2 separate regions of the Sus scrofa genome follow, and region 2 is linked to region 1. The links are chromatin contacts, called in public HiChIP or PLAC-seq maps. All regions are on one chromosome and are shown on one strand. The core of a region is the stretch at or near the end of the contact, and the rest is flanking DNA. Distances in the headings are between cores, read along the strand shown.

What was found. HiChIP or PLAC-seq counts read pairs in DNA pulled down with a chosen protein or histone mark.
Region 2: a contact with region 1 is called in an H3K27ac HiChIP or PLAC-seq map of alveolar macrophages. The contact joins the promoter of AK3 here to the enhancer-like site in region 1. A contact is called at or near these places in 14 of 47 Hi-C or Micro-C datasets (alveolar macrophages, blood, embryonic fibroblasts and 9 more) and 2 of 2 datasets of contacts at active chromatin or transcription factors (alveolar macrophages and skeletal muscle).

Annotation. Positions count from the first base shown.
Region 1 is chr1:216,980,935-216,987,388 of Sscrofa11.1, reverse strand. The region is part of intron 2 of JAK2 (Janus kinase 2); the gene reads left to right. Among named protein-coding and RNA genes, the nearest start is that of JAK2, 18 kb to the left of the region's middle. Within about 2 kb of position 3,123, at least 3 of the 83 cell types and tissues checked have an H3K27ac peak or open chromatin away from gene starts, as enhancers often do. A contact at or near this core is called in alveolar macrophages, where this site is marked.
Region 2 is chr1:217,233,126-217,239,579 of Sscrofa11.1, reverse strand. AK3 (GTP:AMP phosphotransferase AK3, mitochondrial) reads right to left here and starts at 3,019. Exons shown (of 5, transcript XM_021064132.1): 1 at 2,998-3,019. It overlaps LOC106509181 (a long non-coding RNA gene), which reads left to right and starts at 2,559. Exons shown (of 4, transcript XR_001306485.2): 1 at 2,559-2,856; 2 at 4,414-4,529.

The DNA.
Region 1 (6,454 bases), core at 1,874-4,373:
CAGAGAATATTCCTATTAATTTCTGTATTTCCTGGTCCTGAAACTGACAGTAATAACGGCCTGAACCTAGCTAGAACACAAATTGGGACTCGAACCCAGCCTAGACCCAGATTTGGCCTTGAACCCATGTTTTCACTCACCTGATATCTGGACTTACTGAGGTTCAGGTTCTTTGTACCTCTGTGCAGAAGGAATTCAGCAAGAGACAAAGTGATAGGCAAGAAACAGATTTATGAGGATAGAACGCTTGCAAGAGATGCAAGCAAGCGGGCAGGCAAGGAAGCTCTGCCCCAAGGATCTGTTGGGCTACAGTTTTTATCATCCAAGGGGAGTGGGGATTGGAAAAGCCCGCCTCTTCCTTTCTGGGAGTAGTAGCTCCTCCTTAGTATCCGGTAAGTTGTATTCAAATCCATAGAAGAGTGGTCCTCAAAAACACTTGCCCTTTGTCTGAATATGAATGCAGGCCTAATCTCATCCCCCACCCAATGATTTGAGGCAATTCTCAAAGCTCCACTAATAAAGCTAAGCTGCCTTGTTCTGATGGCTTTTTTGAGCAATCTATTTACTTACAGTGATCTCCCAATGTCCCCTAAGTTTCCCTTGTTATCTGTGGTCCTTTATTGGGACTTCTACAACTACCTCTGTCTACTCCATCCCTATCAGGCCTATATAGTATTTACTGTACAGGGAAATTAAAATGTTTGAAAATAAAATGAACAAGTCAACAGTTTAGGGATATAAGCAGATCTTTGTTTAAATTATTCAATTTAATTATTCATTTTTCCTCTTCATTCTTCTTTTTAAATTTGGATTAAACCTTGACTTTTCTGTTTTTATTTTACTTTTTCTTTGGCTTTATTGTGTGGTCTTACTTTTTATATTTAATGAATAGGTTTTTTTTCTAATTTAAGACTGCTCCTCTAATCTATATTTGGCTTTAAATTTTTAAAGAGTCACACTAGGGCTTTATCTGTATCAAATTTGCATAACAAGAGAAGTTTGTCACTTCCTGAGGGCAGTCCTTAGGATTGAGTAAATCATTTGAGAATTGGAATCCCTCAGAAGTTAATTTAAGGGCTAATTTTCCTGTTTGTGGATAATTGACTAGATCAGAAAAAACAGCATTAAAGGTGAGCACAGCTTTTATAATTTGATTATTTTGAAAAAGCAAACTTAGAATAATATTTTTAAGTGTTTGTAATGGATGGATATTACTCTGTATATAAAACATATAAAAATAAGAGAATCAGTAGTGCCCTGTCTTGTTAAAAAATATTATCCCTGCCTTTACCCCTGCCTCTCCCTCCTACAGGCTCTTTTGAGGCAGATACTCTATGATCATTAGAATGTTATTACCATGAACACTTAAGTACTCGTTCATTGTAATAAGCTTGATTGACAGTGCAGCTAGTTATGGTCAGTAAAAGTAACACTGTTAGTAAAATTGTTAGGAACAATTTTTCTGATAGGAGTTACTTCTCTCTTTTTGTACTACTTCCCTTGCTCCACCCTTCACTCCTGTTTTATAGGCAGCCTTAGGTATATGGGTTTTACAAAGGTTTAACATGGAAATAATCCTTTAGAGAGGATTTTAGGATTTAGGGAATGACCCAGAGAAGAAAATAGTGAATTATTGTGCAAGTTTATTTGATTTATGATGGTTAATGAGGAAATGGGAATCCATTTAAAATAGAAAATAATTCATTGTCTAGAGAATTATATTTCATTTCCATGTATATATATTCCTCATTCTTGGCTTGTTAATCCCTAAGGGCTTTAATTTGATTTTTTATCTGATGCATTTTAATATTTGAAGAATTATTTCAGAAGAATGTCTAAAATAGTATTCTAATGGGAGTTCCCATTGTGGCTCAGCGGAAGCGAATCTGACTAGCATCCGTGAGGAAAGGGTTCGATCCCTGGCCCTGCTCAGTGGGTTAAGGATCTAGTATTGCCGTGAGCTCTGGTGTAGGTCGCACACGAGGCTTGGATCCTGCATGCTTGTATAGCTCCCATTCATTCAATCCCTACCCTGGGAACCTCCATATGCTGAGGGTGCAGCCTTAAAATGACAAATAAATAAATAAAAATAAATAAATAAAGCAAAATAGTATTCTTCTGAAATTTTAGATTTTTTTTGAATGTCAATAGCAAAAGATAGTGTTTATTTTCTATAGGCAAACTTACAATTTCTTAAAATTAAAAGAAACTTAAAAAATTTCTTGATAGTATAAGCTTGAAATATGATAGTTTTGAAATGAAATCTTAAGCCTCCCCCACCCCCATGCACTACACTTTCAGAGATTTATTCAAAGCACTTTACCGCATCTTTATTCACACCATTTTCTATGTATGTTAGATGTTTTAAATACACCTTTTCTTATATAGCCATCATGAAGCATGATTCTGAGGAATAGCTCAAAATCCGTTCTTAGGAGTAAAAATAGGGTAAGGGGATACATTTGCAGAAGAATTTACATTTTCTCTCCTTTCTCTTCCTTCATCCACGGCATCAGGTTTCCTGGAAGGTCTTTTAAATTGTTGCCTGCCTTGTATATACTTCTGTGACTGCCCCAGGGTAAAATGTGGTTTGATGTCATTGTCCCTTAACTGTTCTCAACCTCTTCTTTTCTAAAGCCTCAAAGAATCCCATGCTTCTTAGATAAAAGAATCATGATACTGTTTTTTTTCCATGATATTGTTTTGAAGTACATATATTTGCATGTATTTTATACACTGTTTTAAGATGGAATAGTAGAGTAGTATACAAGCATTGAACAGTACCTCTTTAAACAGAAAGACCAAGTGAATAAAAGTGATCATCTAAAAATTACATTCATAAATCAAAGGGACAAAAAGGTTTGCTAGTCCTTCTTGTGATTGACTTAATAAATTGCTTCATAAATTTTAATGCATTTCTGGATGTTTCCATATAGTGACAAATTCAAATACAGTTTTAAATGAGTGGAGGTCATCCATTCATTCTCCTTTGAGCCATTTTAACTCAAGAATGTGTATTGCAAAAACCTTTCCTCTTTCACTAACGAAAGATTGATTCATTCAGTCGTTGCTCACTTAGTCCTTTCCTCACTCAGTCAAAGGGTTACTCAGTCACTCAGTCACTCACTCCTTTGGTTAGCTGATTATTCTTTTACCTGGTCACTCAGTTACTCACAACTTTACTTATTCATCCTGTTACTCAGTCAGTTGGTCAGTCAGTCACACGAGTCAGTCAGTGGGTTAGTTGGTCACTCACTCAGGTGGTCAGCCCTTCACCCACCTATACACTCAACATATCATTAGGTGTTTAAGCAATCATCCATTAAATAAGTAATGCAGTCAGTCATTCAGTAGATCTTATTTAATGTCCATTTTGTGCTATCCACAGCATATGATGTTAGAATAAGTCAGTGTACATCATTTTTGGCTTCATAGTATTCTGTTGGCTAAATATACCATAGTTAATTGATCAGATCCTTTAGTGTCATTAAAAATTCTATTCGTTATTATTATGAGTGTTTCATAGAATTCTTAGATATGCATCTTACTGCTCCTGTCATTTTTAAATGGACAGATTTTTAGATATTGTTTTTATAATATCCTTGCCAACACTGGGTTTTGCAAATCTTTTTAATCTCTGCCACTCTGATAGGGAAGAAACAGTATCATTATTATTTAATTTTCTTTGATTATTAATACTATGTTTTCATTTTAGGGAAGGTTTGCATTTCTTTTGTGAAATGACTTCATCTTCTGTGTTCATTTTCTTATTGATTTGTAACAGTTTCTGGTATAAATACATTAAGCCTTTGTAGCATATGTTTTTCTCTCAAATAAAAAAATCTTGGAGTTCCTATAGTGGCTCAGTGGATTAAGGACTGACATTTTCTCTGTGAGGATGTGGGTTTGATCCCTAGTAACAGTTAAACCAATTTTGAAGTATTTTTTAGACTTTGTTATGTTTTTAAGGGTTTTCTTTTTTTTTAATTTTCAGGCTAATGTTTCATTGTGGTCAGTTTTTATAAATATTCCATATGTGCTCAAAAATAAATTTTAGGTGAAGGGTTGTAATATATTCATCATTTTTTAGTGGATTGTTTGTCTTTTATCAGTTTGTGGAGCTCTTTGTATATTAAAGATATTGTTTGAAAAATGAATTGCAAATATTTTCTGTAAGTATTTGTCTTTTGGTTTTGTTTATGTTGCCTTTTCTCTAGAGAAATTGAAAATTTAATATAATGGATCTTTTTCTTTATTGTAGAGGTGGAAAACCTCAATGACTTCAGTGTCATTAATGAGTATAAAGAGGCTTGTTATATTAAGGTAGTAGGGAGAAGTGGAAACCATGGGGAAACTGGAGAGTGCTTGTCCTTACTGAGGCATTGAAATTCAAGTGGGAATAAAAAAACACTTTATTAGCCAAAGAAAATATGGACTCAGACAGCCAATTTGTGTGACTTTTGTTATATGGATTCTGAATTTCCCATTTTGTGTAAGAAAGTTTTTCCATTCCAGATAGGAGTCCTCTCAAAGATTCTTCCAGTATTTTTAATGCTTTATTTTTTATATTAAACATTTAATTCATAGGTAATCTGTTTTTTTATATATAAAGTATATTAGTTTAGCATGTTTTCTCCAGTTATATGTTTTTTGCAGTTATGCCAGTGCCTTCTGGAAACAAATATCTTTTTTCTCCCCTACAGAAATGTCATCATTATCATACTAAGTTCTCATATATACTTGGATTTATTTCTGAATGCTGTTTTGTTTCACTGATTTAAGTGTATACCAATGTTATTTTGGCAACATTGTTTTATAGTAAGTTTTATTATCTGATGGGGTAAATTTCTTCCTGTTATTTATTTATTTATTTTTAGAGGTGTGTCTGTGGCATATAAGTGTCCAGGCTAGGATTTTAATCAGAGCTGCAGCTGCAGGCCTACACCACAGCCTGGCAACACCAGATCTGAGCTGTGTCTGTGACCTACACCACAGCTTATGGCAATGCCAGATTCTTAACCCATTGAGTGAGGCCAGGGATGGAACCTATATCCTCATGGAGACTATTCAGGTTCTTATTCCACTGAGCTACAATGGGAACTCCCTCCTCCTGTTATTTTTCTGACAAATGTATTAAGAGTTCTGATAAATTAGAAAGACAGATACCTCAAAGGACAAATAAGAAAAAGATACAAACAACTCATAAATATGCATGGACAACAAATATAATCATCCTTACTATTAAAAAGGAAAATTCAATTAAAATAAGAACTAGGAGTTCCTGCTGTGGCACAGTGGGTTAAGAATCTGACTTCAGGGGCTTGGGTTGCTACGGAGATGCAGGTTTGATCCCTGGGCTAAAGGTTCTGGTGTTGTCAGAGCTGTAGGGTAGTTTGCACCTGTGCCTCAGATTTGATCCCTGGCCTGGGAGTTCCCATATGATGAGGATGCCACAATTAAAAACAAAAAAGAACTAACTTTGTTCCTCCCTTTCTTTCCTTCCTTTCCTTTCCTTTCCCCTCTCTCCCTCCCTCACCTCCTTTCCTTTGCTCTTTCTGTCTTTCCACAGTAAGATATTTCTACTTGTAATTTGAATTACAAGCTATGCAAAAAAAAAAAAAAATCCCATTCATAATAATAAGAACTTTTAAGTGCTTATCAAATGCATTCAAACAATTTGGCAGGATCTATATATTTTAAAAAAAAATTTCTCTTGCATTTAATCTTATTTATAGGACATAACATTTTGTATATAATGAGATTCTTGTATTATCCTAGACACCATTCCTCTTCATTAATCCAAAGAAGAGGTTCTTTTGTACTATTACAGGGTTTATAAGCGTATTTTAGATCAAGAAAGTCTGTGAATGCACAAGTAAAGAAAGGTCAGCAAATAGCCAACTCCTTTCTGTGTACCATCTTTTGATTTAATGTATTACCTTCACAGAGGATCTTTTTCTTTAAAAAACACTTTATAGTTTTGAACAGTGAACGTTTCCCTTCCACAATCAAGATCCTTTAGGGTTTTTTTTTTGTCTTTTTAGGGCCATACCTGCGACACATGAAGGTTCCCAGGCTAGGCGTCCACTTGGAGCTGTTGCTGCTGGCCTACGCCAGAGCCACAGCAATGCCAGATCCGAGCCTCTTCTGCGACCTACACCACAGCTGATGGCAACGCCAGATCCTTAACCCACTGAGCAAGGCCAGGGATCGAACTGGCAACCCCATGGTTCCTAGTGGGATTTGTTTCCGCTGCACCATGACAGGAACTCCTAGTTTTAAAGCATTAAAAACTCTTCTGAAAAAAATTTAGCCTGTGGCTTTAGAGTAAATGTATTTACACAATTGCCAGTTATTTTTACCAGCAAAAGTGGGTTTATTTGGGAATAGCTAGAGGAATTGCAACTCAGGATCTGCAACCTGTGGTGGACCATAGGCAAATCCAGAGAATAGG
Region 2 (6,454 bases), core at 1,770-4,269, 250 kb before region 1:
TGATTCCGGGCCTCGCTCAGGTTAAGGATCCAGCGTTGCCCTGAGCTGTGGTGTAGGTCACACAGGCAGCTTGGATCCCAAGTTGCTGTGGCTGTGGTGTAGGCTGGAGGCTACAGCTCAGATTCAACCCCTAGCCTGGGAATCTCCATATGCTTCAGGGGTGGCCCTAAAAAGACAAAAAGACAAAAAAAAAAAAAGAGAGAGAGAGAGAGAGAAATAACCTATACAGTCCATTAACAGGGGATCTAACCGATCCCCGAAGTATTTAACCAATACTTCGTAGTGGATCCAGCAAATAGATACCCATACAAACATTAAATACTGAAACTGATTTTTCTGTTTTAATGTGGGAAAACATACTAAAGTGAAAACACACTGGTGCAGAATACATATTTAATAGGATTACATATTGCATAAAATAAGGGATATACATATAGGTAAAGATTTCTAAAAGGAAACACAAGGCTGTTCCCTCCTTGAAGAGTGGGACTGAGGCAAACAATTAGGGAGGGCTTTACTTTTACGTACTTCAATCCTAGTTCCAATCCTTTTTTACCTTGTGCAAGAGATTAGCTCTAATTTTTTTTCTTTTTTTTTTTTTTTTTTTGTCTTTTGTCTTTTTTTGTCTTTTGTTGTTGTTGTTGTTGTTGTTGTTGCTATTTCTTGGGCCGCTCCCGCGGCATATGGAGGTTCCCAGGCTAGGGGTTGAATCGGAGCTGTAGCCACCGGCCTACGCCAGAGGCACAGCAACGCAGGATCCGAGCCGCATCTGCAACCTACACCACAGCTCACGGCAACGGCAACGCCGGATCGTTAACCCACTGAGCAAGGGCAGGGATCGAACCCGCAACCTCATGGTTCCTAGTCGGATTCGTTAACCACTGCGCCACGATGGGAACTCCTAATTTTTTTTTTCATTTTGATGCAAAATAAATTTTATTTTCATTTTAATGAACCGCAGTGAATTATAAGCTTTTTATTTTTTATAGTTGATTTACAATGTTCTGTCAATTTCTGCTGTACAGCAGTGTCTAATTTTTAAAAGGAGCTTCAAAATGACTTTGTTTTGAAAAATAAAGGTCAACACTTTTGAGATAAAAATAAAACACCCTGCTGCTGACTTTTTGAAAGCAGTTTTTTAAATATATAACTTACATCAGATAAAATCCACCCATTGGAAAGTGTACAGTTTGTTGACTAGATTTTGTGCTGAGTTATAATAATTTATTTGGCATAAGAAACAAAAGAATCTTTCAGATAACCACGCACAGGAATAGCTTTCTATTCTAAGGAACAGCTTTCATGTCTAAGAAATCTCTGGGGCTATCAATGATCTAAGCCAATTTTGTACATCGGCTAGGGTAAATAATACTGGGCCTTCAGATTGTTCGGGGAAAGTCAGAATCAGAAAATCCCATAGCGTTTAACAAACAAAAAAAAGTAATAAAAGAAAGCGCTAACAGTCAGTTCTCCAAGCCCGAGTGCACGAGAGGAAGAAACCACACACATCTGGAGAGACCCTTAGGAGCAGCCGCGACTGTGGCTGCACATACCCCTGAAAGCCACGTGGTTTCTTTTAATCTTTGAACTTCAAACGCGTCCTACCTTTCTAGTTCCGCCCCTCAATAACCCGCCTGAAGCTGTCCGTAGAGACCAAAGGTTCGGGGAGCAGTCGCTCAGAAGCGGGAGGTCTCCCTACTGGGCGGCAATTGGAAGATGCTGCGCCCATACCCCAGACCCCCATACCCCAGACCCACATTCCCGGGACCCACTTCTCCGCCCCTGTCCCTCCACCCACAAATCCCACCCAGGCGACCGTGAACCGCTGCCCTTCCCGCCCCGGCTCCCACCTGTGCCCCGAAGCATATTGTCTCGGAGCAGGTCCCCACTGGAGAGGTGCTTCAGCTCGAAGTGTTTGGTGATGCGCGAGGACACAGTGCCCTTGCCGGAGCCGGGCGCCCCCATGATCGCTGCGCGCAGTAACCGCGCAGACGCCCCCATGGCCGCAGAGAGAGGCCTGGGCTGCGCGAACGATGGGGATTCGGCCTGGCTACGCTCTCACCCGCTCGGTGGTCCGCGGCTGAGCAGCTGGCAGCGCTGCGAGCTGGCGTCGGCCTCAGCTCTCAGGCGAGCCCGGAAGTGAGGCGATAGGCAACCGAGCAGCCCCGCCCGCCTGCCCCCAGCGACTCGGGGCACCCCCTCCCCCTCGCCCGGCCCAGCCCCGCCCGCGCAAGTCGAGCGCAAGCCTCGCCCCCTCCGCGCTTCCTGTGAGACCTCTGTGGGCTCCTTCGCCGACCCGCGCGACCCACGTCCCTTAGCGCCTCCTCCCCACTCGCCGGCTTCCCTCTGCACCTCTTTTGCGCCTCCAGGCACCCCCCCCCCCGGCCCCTGAATACCCCCTACTTCCCTCAGGTCCTCACCTCGCACCTGTCAGTGCCTTGCCCTGTCCTGCCCAGTCCCAGCCGGGGAGACCTCGTCCGGTTCCTCGCACACTTGGCCACTCCTCCCGCGTCCCCTTCTGAACCCTGGGCCCCGCTCTGCGCCCCTTGGTTACTGGATATCATCCTTACCTGCCCCCCGCCTGACACCCTTGACGCACCTTTCACGCCGTGCCCAGTGCTGCCGAGTCCCAGAGAGAGGGTCTACCGTGCCGCCCGTCAGGTGCCCTTCCCAACTCCAGCCCCCTCCCCCGCGCGACCCCTACTTGCGGCCCCCTCGCCACCACTGCCCCTGGGTTCTCAGAGTCATCAAACGCTCCCCTTCTCCCCGCCCCCAGCCTGCAGATTTCTCCCTTCCCTTCTCTTCCTCAGTTGCCCTGCGACTCTTCTCCCTGGCTTTCTCGAGCTAATTTTTAAGGTACGTTTATCATAGTGGGTAGAATCACAGTGGGTGACAATGAGCCGATAGGGCCTTCCTCTTCATTTCCCACGAGAGGAATCTAAGTTGAAATTGAGTGAGGTGCTCCATGTCATAGGTCTATTGAGGGGTGTCTCTTACCTCCTAGGACCACACTTTGGGATTCAAAAGTAGTTGTTGCTTGCACTCAGCTGAGCTTGAAAGTATTGGCTCTTCCACAGGCTCCATTTTTTGCCTGTGGCAATACACTGATTACATAAATATTTTTTCAGTAAAATGTCTGCTCCTTAGAATTGAAAGTTTAGTGGTTGAGGCAGATCGTAACAAGGAAACAGAAATATTTGAAGGATAATTTGAGCTCATACTCCGAACAAAACAAAACAATGTGTGGAGATGGTCAGTAAAGCTTTGAAGAAATGGCATTTGCTCTCAGCACTAAATGGGAAGGTGGAGGGAAAGAGACAAAGGCAAGGGGAAAAAACCCTAGAGATGGAATATTTGGTGTGTTCCAGGAAGAGAAACACAAGGCAAAAAAATTGAACCTATTTCCTCTGTAAAATGGGCATGGAAGTTGTTAAAACTGTGTAAAGTACAATGCCAGCTGCAGGGTAGTGTTCAATATTACGTTAAAGTTACCCATCATTGCTATCATTTCTCTGTGTCAGGACATTATACTAAGGCAGAGAGAAGGCTCTGTGAAAAATAAACAAGTGCCACCTTCCTCAGAAGTTACCAAACGTGTGGCCCCAAACTGCTTTTCAATTTAAAAGATAGAAATTATTTCAGAGAGAGGTGGTAAGGGAAAGTGTGCTCCCCAGTGAACCTGAGCTTGGTGAATGGGTGGGGGGATTTAATAGGTAGACAGTGCTGTAGTTGGAAAGATATTTAGTAGCTCGTACATATTTTATTACTAGGAGAGAATGAAGATGAATTAACATTCAACTCATGTAATTAGAAAAAAAAGATTAAAAAAAATAATAACCCATGGAAAACAGGAAGGGATTAAGCAAAGAAAAAGAACATAAATGAAAGTACCAGAAAACTTAAGGAACAGAACTAACAAAAGAATGAAAAAGTCTGGACAAGTAGAAGTTACGAAACACCGGAGAACCTGAAGGTGTGTAGAGAGTCCTAATTTCCAAAGCCAGGAACATTTGAGGGTTTGGCTGCAAAGAGATCTGAAAGAAAATCCTGGGAGATATTTAGCTTAGAAAGAAAACAAACAACTGAGAAATCATTCTGTCATAGGGGAGGAAAAGCTGAGTGTTGTGGTCATATCACCAGGCCCCACAGAGCTGCAGCTTTGCTAAAGTTTGTTGATTATGACCGAGAAATGAATAAGTAACTGCCAGACTGAGAAATCTCTTGGCAACTGAGCTTAGCGCAGTCATTTGGCTGTGCACACACATTCGTTTGGGCTGGTTCTTCCCCCTTCAACTTGCCCTAGTGGTAAACACACTGAGCTCAAACTAAACATTAATACATTGGGAAGGGTGAATCAAAAAGAGATTTATGAAGTGCTCATATGTTGGGGCTTGCCCTCTAACACTCCTGCAGAGGCCCGGATCTGAAGAAGTCTGAGAGAAGACCATGGGGAGAGAGGCCCAGCGGTCCCATTTGGTCCAGCCATTCCAGCTGAGCTGTCAGTTGTAGCCATGGGAGCGAATCCAGGGGTAGGTGGATTAGAGAGTGGAGAAAGAATTTCTCCCTGAGCTGCACTAGAAAAACAGAACTGTCATTAACTGAGATTGGAAAGACTATAGGAGAAACAGGTTTGGGGAGAACATTAGCATTGTTTTGGGTAAGTTAAATTGAAGATGCCTTTGGGACATCCAGAGGAGCTGATAAGGAAGCAGTTAAATGTACAATTTTTTTTTTTTTTTTCTTTTTAGGGCCACACTTGCGGCATATAGAAGTTCCCAGGCTAGGGGTCAAATTGGAGTTGCAGCTGCCGGTTTACACCACAACCACAGCAATGCTGGATCCAAGTGGTGGCATCTGTAACCCATGCCACAGCTCATGGAAATGCCAGACCCTTAACCCATTAACTGAGGCATGGGATTGAACCCGAGTCCTAATGGATAGTAGTCAGGTTGGTTATTGCTGAACCACAGTGGGAACTCCAGATGTACAAATTTTGAGTACATAGTAGAGATCCTGGCTGAAGATATAAAATTTGGGAGTTGTTGATAAATTTAAATTAATGAGATAGTACAAAGTCACTTCGGGAGTGAGTTTAGATGAGACGAGAAGAGGTCTGAAATCTGAGTTCAGGGGTTCACCAGCATTAAGACAATGAGGAGGAAACACTGAAAGAGCCCAAAGAGGAGAGGCAAGTTAGGAAAAGAACAGGTGAATGTGGTATTTTGCAAGTTGATGTTTCAAGAAAGTGGGAGTGATTAAATGAATCAAGTTCTGCTGATAGGACTGAGAACTGATTACAACTATTTCTATTTTTTTTAATCATTTTTTGGGAGTTCCCTTCGTGGCTCAGCAGTTAACCAACCTAACTAGGATCTATGAGGATGTGGGTCTGATCCCAGGCCTCACTCAGTGGGTTAAGGATCTAGTGTTGCCATGAGCTGTGGTGTAGTTTGCAGACGTGGCTCAGATCCTGAGTTGCTGTGGCTGTGGCGTAGGCTGGCAGCTGTAGTTCTGATTCGACCTCTAGTCTGGGAACTTCCATATGCCGCAAGTGTGGCCCTCAAAAAAAAAAAAAGTCATTTTTCATTTACAGTATATAGATGAAAAAATAAGATAGTTTTGCCACAAATACCATAGTGATTCAGCAACTGAATTAGTAATTTCAAAAAATGTTAGATGAAATACTGAATACTTACTCTGAGAGGGAACTTCTGAGAGCAGAATTCAAACTCTCCAGAAAAAGGATATCAGGGGAAAAAGAAAGAGAAGATCTAGACGAAACTGGGGAAACAGAACAGAGGAGGCAGAAGTCAGAAAATACAAACAAGACAATATTTTTTAACACTGCAAAAGCAACAGAAGGGGAAGCCTTAGAGCTGAGACAATTTTATTATATGTTTATTTGAAAGGATAAATAAGCAAAAATATATGGAAAAGCCCTGAAAAAGAAGAAAATGAAGAGAGTCTAATCCTACTAAAGTTCTTAAAATATTATGAGACCTGTATAACAAGAGGGTGGTATTAGGACATGAATACATAAGTCAATAAAACAGAACAGAAAATCCCAAAATCAATCTAACTGCATCTGGAAGTGATAAAGGTGGCATCTGTAGTTTCCAGTGTGGCACAATAGGATTGGCAGTGTCTTGGGAGTACTGGGAAGAAGGTTCAGTCCCTGGCTTGGCACAATGGGTTAAGGATCCGGTGTTTCCACAGCTGTGGCTTGGGTCAAGACTGAGGCTCAGATCTGATCCCTGGCCTGGGAATTCCATATGCTGCAGGGTGGCCAAAAATGAAAAGAAAAAAAAAAAAAAAAGGTGACATCTCACATCATGGAGAAAAAAGACCTTCATAAATAGTGTGGGATAAATGATTAGATCGCCAGTGGAGAAAGATTACAAATATATCTGTTTCTCCACATAAGATTAATTCCAAAGAGATCAGGATTTACATT